Linked DNA regions of Sus scrofa: region 2 is linked to region 1. A link is a contact called in public HiChIP or PLAC-seq data. All regions are on one chromosome and are shown on one strand. Each heading gives the region's core, a stretch centred on a gene start, on an enhancer-like site or on the middle of the called end of the contact. The rest is flanking DNA. Distances are from core to core; before and after follow the strand shown. Region 1 holds the start of PECAM1 (platelet and endothelial cell adhesion molecule 1). Region 2 overlaps PECAM1 (platelet and endothelial cell adhesion molecule 1).

Region 1 (4,053 bases), core at 1,496-3,995:
CCCTTACATGGTCTGATTCAGGGTCCTTCCTGGTGGCACCCGCGCCTCTCAGCAAGGATTCTGGGAGGTTCGTCATGTCCCAAATTCTCTTTTTGGCTCCTCCCAAATTCTCCTGGTTAGTTTTCAAGGCAGCACCCGGTTCCTTATCAGGGCCTCCCGTGTGAGACACCTCAGGCTGGCAGTTATTATTGTGCCTGGCCAAGGAGGGCAGGTTCGGTCAATGGTTCCCTAACAGTTTTTCTGCTTTTCTTTTAAAACACTAACACTTTTTTGTTTGTTTGTTTGTTTGTTTTTGTATTTTTAGGGCCGCACCCATGGCATATGGAGGCTCCCAGGCTAGGGGTCTAATCAGAGCTATAGCTGCTGGGCTGTGCCACAGCCACAGCCTCGCCAGATCTGAGCTGTGTCTGCGACCTACACCACAGCTCACGGCAATACCAGATCCTTAACCAACTGAGCGAGGCCAGGGATCGAACCCGCAACCTCACGGTTCCTAGTTGGATTCGTTTCCGCTGCACCATGATGGGAACTCCATTAACACTTATTTTTGAAATAAAGCTTTATTTTCTCTGGTGTTCTCAAAGTACTAGCTTTGTGTATGAAACAATGCCTAATTTTGAGAAGTTTACTTTGGAATTTAGGGGCTTGGGGTGGGGCATTTATAAATCACTATTGCTTGACTGTCCCTTTGAGAAGCAAAAGTTGCTTACTCTACGTATAGTATGTAAAAATTACCTTTGAAGCTAACATTTATTTTATTACTCATGGTGTTTCCCTTTTTTCCCCTGACAAATCAAAATTTGGTAGCTGGGTGGGGTTGCCAAAGAAGTTAGTTTACAACAGAAGTGAAAAACACAATAGAAAAAATTCCTCTATGCATGCACTGCTCCGTAACAGCTCTTATCAAAACTTCTGTTGAACCACAGATCCAGAAAGAGAAATTGTTCCCTAGCTGGTAGCTATCACTTCTTGGTACTTACCCTGAGGCAGAGAAGTCTTTGGTTTCTCAGGCCCCAGTTCACATCTGACTTAGCTTTACTGTGTGACAGTATTAGGATTTCAGAAAGTGATGCCATGTGGAGTTTCCATTAGGCGCAGCGGGAACCAGTCCTAGGAACCATGAGGTTGCGGGTTTGATCCCTGGCCTTGCTTAGTGGGTTAAGGGTCTGGCGTTGCCGTGAGCTGCGGTGTAGGTCAAAGACACTGCTTGGATCCCGTGTTGCTGTGGCTGTGGTGTAGGCCAGCAGCTGCAGCTCCCGATTCAGATTCAACCCCTAGCCTGGAAATCTTCATATGCTATGAGTATGGCCCTAAAAAGCAAAAAAAAAAAAAAAAAAAAAAAAAAGGCGACTCTGTGACCCCAAGGCAATGATAATCTAATTCAAACAGTATAGTTAACTTGTCCTCTTTCACCCAAGAATCCTTTTTACAAATGTTTTTTGATCATTTACCAGGTACCAGGCACTCGCTCTGCCATTGTGGAGCTAGCAGTCCACTTGCCGGGGGCGGGGTGGGGGGGGCGACTGGCCATTATGGCAGGTGGTAGAAGTGTTGACAAAGGGGAAAGGGGGAAGTTGCCCTGTGGCACAATGGGTTAAGAATCCGGCGCCGTCGCAGCTGTCCGGCGCCGTCGCAGCTGTGGTACAGGTCACAACTACAGTGTGGGTTCGATCCCTGGCCTGGGAACTTCCACATGCTGTGGGTCTGCCCCCTCTCCCCCCCAAAAAAGAGAAAGAAAAGAAAATGGTTTTTTCGTTTGGTGTTTTTTTTTTTTTTTTTTGGTGGGGGGCACACCCACAGCATATGGAGGTTCCCAGGCTAGGGGTATAATCAGAGCTACAGCTGCCAGCCTCCACCACAGCCACAGCCACGCCAGATCCTTAACCCACTGAGTGGTGCCAAGGATCGAACTCGCATCCTCATGGATCCTAGTTGGGTTTGTTACCACGGCTGAGCCACGACAGCAACTCCCAAAAGAAAATGTTTGATAAAGGAAGACTGGGGAGGTGAAGGGGCCCAGAAGAAGGGCAGCTCAGTGTGGGGAAGACGGGGCGGGGGCGGGGGGGGCACTGATGCCTAAACTGAGTTATGATAAATGGGTAGGAATTCGCCAGAAAAGAAGAGAGGAGGGTATACTCCAGGCAGGGGAATGCATTGGCAAAGGCACAGACATGGGTCCTGGAAACTATGAATTCTAGCAGCCCGAATGCAGAGGCAAGGAAGCCGCGAGAGACCAGGCTGGAGAGGGTAAGCCAGGGCTGGATTTTGAAGGGTTCAAAACTGGCATTCTCTGCAGGTCAATGAGGAGCCGTTACAAGGTCTCCTGTAAAACTTGGAATTTTCTGGACAAGTCAGCCCTCCCCATGCCCTTGTCAGGAAAGGCAGGAGGTCCAGCCCTTGGAGGGGCCAGAGGACTGGCAGCTTTGCCGAGTGTCCAAGGAGAGAAGCAATTTGGGGGAAGTTGGAGGAGAGGGAGGAACCCTCTCACCCTGCCCAACCCAGGCGAGAGAGGAGGAGGGTCAGGAGCGCTGAGGCAAAATGTCACTTGTGCCTTTTTTTTGCCTAAAACAACTAAACAAAGCAGCTGCGCTCAGTGGCCCCTCAGGAAGGCCAGTCATTTCCTGAGGAGATATTAGACCAGCCCAGGCATTGTTCCTGGTTTCCAGCATGGCCGCCATTACCTGACCAGCGCCCCGGCCGCTCCCTCTGCAGCGCCCGCCGCCGTCGTGCCGCCGCAGGGGTCTCCGCTCTTCACAGGGCAGCTCTCTCATCTGCATCTCGTGGGAAGTGGCCCTCGCCCCCGGGGCATGGGCCGAAAGCAGAACTAAGTGCCTGGAGCCTTCGCTGTGAGGATGCAGCTGAGGTGGACCCAAGGGGGCAACATGTGGCTGGGAGTCCTGCTGACACTTCAGCTCTGTGAGTTTTCACCCTCTTCCCACCTCACCTAAACTGCGTGAGAAGGGACGCTCATGAAATCAACGTCTTTCTCCTGTCTTTTCCAGGTTCAAGCCTTGAGGGTCAAGAAAACTGTAAGTTGTGAAATTCCTATCTAGCTCCATGTCATCTTTCTCTGACTCTTAAACTTCACATCAAATTGCTTGGGTTTAAAGTTTATAACCACTCAGACACATACGCCAATTAAGAACTGAAGTCTGTTCCCTCCTGTGTTTTTTAGAAGGTTTTACAACAAAACCAAGGTTTAATCAACATCTTCTAGAAGTAGCATACATTTTCTAGATCCGGGTGAACATCTCTTTGTTGGGATTGGGGGTAACGTGATAAAGCGAGTGATTCCATCGTTTATTTTTTGTTGTACCATAATTTCTTATTTTCATATGCTGACCTACCCCTAATTGTTTTTATTCACAAATGAGATACAGCCAGTTGGTTAGATCCATGAAGTCAGAACATAGTTTAAATTGTTGTTATGACTTTTTTCCTCTAAATGATCTAACACAGATGAGGTATCATTTCCCATTGACCCATGAGGCTACGATGACAAATGTAGTGTGTTGTGCTTGTGCGCGGGAAGGAGGGCTTCTACTTGTCTTTGCCATCGGCTTGTCATCCACTTTAGAGCTAATTTTGAATCTTTAAGATAAGTGGGTTTTGGGAGTTCCTGTCATGGCGCAGTGGTTCATGAATCCGACTAGGAACCATGAGGTTGCGGGTTCGGTCCCTGCCCTTGCTCAGTGGGTTAACGATCCGGCGTTGCCGTGAGCTGTAGTGTGGGTCACAGACATGGCTCGGATCCTGTGTTGCTGTGGCTCTGGTGTAGGCTGGTGGCTATAGCTCCGATTTAGACCCCTAGCCTGGGAACCTCCATATGCTGCGGGAGTGGCTCAAGAAAAGGCAAAAAGACCAAATAATAATAATAATAATAAAAGATAAGTGGGTTTCGTTCTGCTTTACCTGGGACCACGTGAAGAGGGGACAGGGCTGTGTCTGGGGGCTGAATGGAGGGGGAGCCCACAGAACAGGATCCCCTTGTCAGAGGATGCCTCATTTGTGAAGAATCAGGGTGAACGGGTTGCAGACAATTGCAGAGCTATT
Region 2 (3,575 bases), core at 350-2,849, 48 kb after region 1:
TCAGCGCCTGACTAGAATCAGTTCACTCCCATCCCCGTGGTCTCAGACCTTCTGCGGGATAATCTGTTACTTAGCTGAGTTCTCCTGGTTTAGACGGAGGCATTTTCCCAGGGTTTGTTCATAGCCTGGTGCTCTGGGTTAAGAGCCGCCCTGGGGTTCAAAAGCCACCCCCACCTCTTCCTCCTCTGACTGGTGTGGACTAAGCCAAGGGAAGTTTTGATTTTCTTTTCCTCCTCCTTGTCCTCCTAGTGACAGGAACTAAAAGAGATAAACTGTAGCTGGGGAGAGAGCCTCTCCGTAAATGCGTGGTAACCCGTGGTGTCTTCAGTTCTCTCAGCCTGTGTGAACTGGAATGCCTGGCTAGCCAGCAATGTGGATCTTTACTCTGATTCCACCCTTGACGGTTTTGCAGCGCTCCAGCTTATCCTCAAAGTACTTTATAAGATGCTTTGCAGTTCATCCAAAGCATAGCTTGTGGACATATCTATTTACAGCAGTTTTTAAGACAGAAGGGCAAAGCGATATATTATAATTAATGAGCAATGCCGTCGAGTTCTTCCGCATGAAAGAACTCAGGTCTGGGATAAGATTTTCACAGCCGAGAGCAGTGGTTCTCAACGCAGGGACATTTGGCAACATCTGGGGACATTTTTCATTGTCATAATTTGGAGGGCCCGGGATGCTGCTGAACATCTTACAATGCACAGGACAGGCCCCATGACAAAGGATTTTCCAGCCCAGAATGTCAGTGGCACCAGCAACAAGAAACTCTGGTTTGGAGGACCTCACTTCCTGTGACTCCTCTAAGACGAAAGCTGGATTTCCTCTCTAGAGGCCCTGCGGCCACCTTGGAGGTGTCCTGGGCACATCCCACTTGAGGGCTGATGGCTCTGGGAAGAGATGCCGAGTCCTGCTGCAGACACTAACCTGTGTCTTTCCGGCTAGACAGGACCCTCCTGCCTCACTCAGCCTCCCTCTTCTGCTTCCACTTTGCCTGGAATTCAGACTTCCAGGATGCTTCTTAAAGGAGCAGAAATGCCGTGTGCCAAGAGCGGCTAATCATGGAGAAGGGACTGAAGAACAGAGGGCCCCCAGGCCATGTCCACTCTGGAGCACTCGAGGGCCCATCCCAACCAGTCCTCTGAGGCCCAGAGCAGGCCCGGCCCGCAGGGGGCGTCTCCAACCTCAGAGTGCAGGCGGATAAAACCTGCTCCACGGAAAAAACGGGGTGTTACCCACCAGACTCTAGTACCGCGAAGCAACAGGACAACAAGCGTGCAGAACTGGGTCCTCAATCAGTGTTATCAGCGCGCTCCAGTTTTCGTATTGGGTGTCTGGGCTGCTTTAGGAAGTGCAGCTTGAGGCTCTTGTCCTCTTTGTCTGACTCCAGAGCCCCTCGGGACTTTAGGGGAGCGGGAAGCATGGGATCCTTTGGGTCCTCCCAGGTCAGATTTGGGTTGGGGGGTGGGGTGCTGCCCACGGCCTCACTCAATGTGTGGAAGTTTACACAATGGCTCAATTTCTTGGTCGGGCTGATTCATCCATTTGGCCTTTGACGCCTGCCTCTGGCTCAGCCAGGACAGAAGGGGGCCCCTTAGGAACTTCTGGCCCTGTTCCCTCTGGAGGAGACGCACAATGGGGCTGTGATAAGACAGGGTTTGAGGGGGAAGTGGACTGGTGGAAACAGGATATTTTTAAGTTAGAGAAAGAAACAGAAGGTTGTGACTCCCGTTGTGACAGTTGGGCCCTGAGACTGCCCAAGATTCAGAAGGGACCGGGTTAGAGCTTGGACGGGGGGCGGGCGTGGAAACTGGGGCCCCTTGGGTGGCCTCTCTCGAGGAAGACTGAGGAGTGGCTGTGGGGAGGGGGGGTGCTGGTGCTCTCCCTCCCCTTCAAGAATGGCCGCACCTCCTCCCAGGCCTTCCCCAGGCTTCTGTGCTCAGAGCCTTGTCCATATGGGCCATTTGGGGAATCAGCCCCGATACACAGGCCACTCCCCCTTCAGAAACTCTGCCGTTAGTTAGCGAGGCCGGGTCCTGTGCAAAGGGCAGATCATCCCCCTCTTGCCTCTTGCAGTGAAAACCATCTCTAACCAATGCAGGTGGGTCGCTCACCTTCAACGCAGTGTCCCCTCTTCTCATTGGTCTTTCTCACCCTCTTCCGGGCATGCTTGGCATCGCCTTCTGGCAGGGCGGCCAGTCCCAGTGTGGGCTCCAGCCTGGGGACAGTGTGGTCTCTGGGTAGCTGAGACGAGGCTCCCCGGGGGAAAGGGATGTGGCGGCCCGTTCTTCAGGCAGCACCTGGACCACAGGTGCCAAGGGCATTGGCCCTGTTTCTGCCTTCTCCACTGACCCCACTCCCCAACTCCTGGGAAGAGACAAACCGATAGGAAGTATGGAAATAGCTTTATTCCCAAAGAGGATCCTGGCAGCATTATTTACAATAGCAAAACCTTGGAAAGAACCTAAATTTTTAAAAGTAAGGAACTGGTTAAGTAAATAACTGCGTATCCCTGGAATGATGGTTACACAGCCACCAGAACATTATGTTTAAGAAGGTACCAGGAAAAAAACAAACAAAAAAACTCCAAAACAAAGAAGGTACCAGGAAATGTTTATAAAATCACATTATGTCTGGAGTTGCCATGTGGCTCAGCAGGTTAAGGATCCAGTGTTGTCACTGCAGCAGCTAGGGGTTGCCACTGTGGCAGAGGTTCAATCCCTGGCCCAGGAAGTTCTATGTGCCATGGGTGCAGCTAAAACATATATATATATGTTTCACATTACGTGAAAAAGAAAGACTATAAAATGGCAGACTATAATTATAACTACCCCCCCCCAAGAAGCCCCCTACACTTAGTGGAAAATGACTGGAAGACATTTTAGTCAACAGTGGAACCAGAGTTAATATTTACCTGCTTTCTATGTTTCTGTAGTTCTCAGGGTTTTGTTTTTTGGTTTTTGTTTTTTTTCCCAAAATAACATGCGCTATTCATTCTTTTCACAAACGGTTTAAAGCGTCAAATGTCGGAGTTCCCGTGGCACAGCGGAAATGAATCCGACTATGAACCATGAGGTTGCGGGTTCGATCCCTGGCCTCACTGAGTGGGTTCAGGATCCGGTATTGCCGTGAGCTGTGGTGTAGGTCGAAGACGCAGCTCAGATCTGGTGTTGCTGAGGCTGTGGCGTAGGCCAGCAGCTATAGCTCCGATTGGACCCCTAGCCTGGGAACCAACATGTGCCTCAGGCACGGCCCTAAAAAGACACACACAAAAAAAGTCAAATGTCAAACTGCCAGGGATTTTATACGTTTGTCATGTGGAGCTACAGGGCCCCGGGGCAGCTGTCTGTGGGTAAAGGAGTCGTACTGGGAGAGTACCCAGTGAGCTTGAGGGTCTGGCATCTCCTGCACCACCACCCCCTCCCTCCTTCCCTTCTGTTCAGACTGATCCACACCCCCTGCCAAGACGTTGGGGTAGAGAAGCCTAACATGTGCTCTTGGTATTGCTCACCTCCATGATTTCTTTTGTTTTGCAGATTTAGTGGAAAACAGATATTCTGTAAGTACACATTTCC

Evidence for each region. HiChIP or PLAC-seq counts read pairs in DNA pulled down with a chosen protein or histone mark.
Region 2: an H3K27ac HiChIP or PLAC-seq map of skeletal muscle shows a contact between it and region 1. The contact joins the enhancer-like site here to the promoter of PECAM1 in region 1. A contact is called at or near these places in 15 of 47 Hi-C or Micro-C datasets (alveolar macrophages, blood, fetal liver and 8 more) and 2 of 2 datasets of contacts at active chromatin or transcription factors (alveolar macrophages and skeletal muscle).

Annotation. Positions count from the first base shown.
Region 1 is chr12:14,665,117-14,669,169 of Sscrofa11.1, forward strand. PECAM1 (platelet and endothelial cell adhesion molecule 1) reads left to right here and starts at 2,746. Exons shown (of 16, transcript NM_213907.1): 1 at 2,746-2,916; 2 at 3,003-3,029. The coding sequence starts at 2,853.
Region 2 is chr12:14,714,107-14,717,681 of Sscrofa11.1, forward strand. PECAM1 (platelet and endothelial cell adhesion molecule 1) reads left to right here. Exons shown (of 16, transcript NM_213907.1): 15 at 3,537-3,559. Among named protein-coding and RNA genes, the nearest start is that of PECAM1, 48 kb to the left of the region's middle. Within about 2 kb of position 1,600, at least 18 of the 83 cell types and tissues checked have an H3K27ac peak or open chromatin away from gene starts, as enhancers often do. A contact at or near this core is called in fetal liver, fetal skeletal muscle, liver and 4 more, where this site is marked.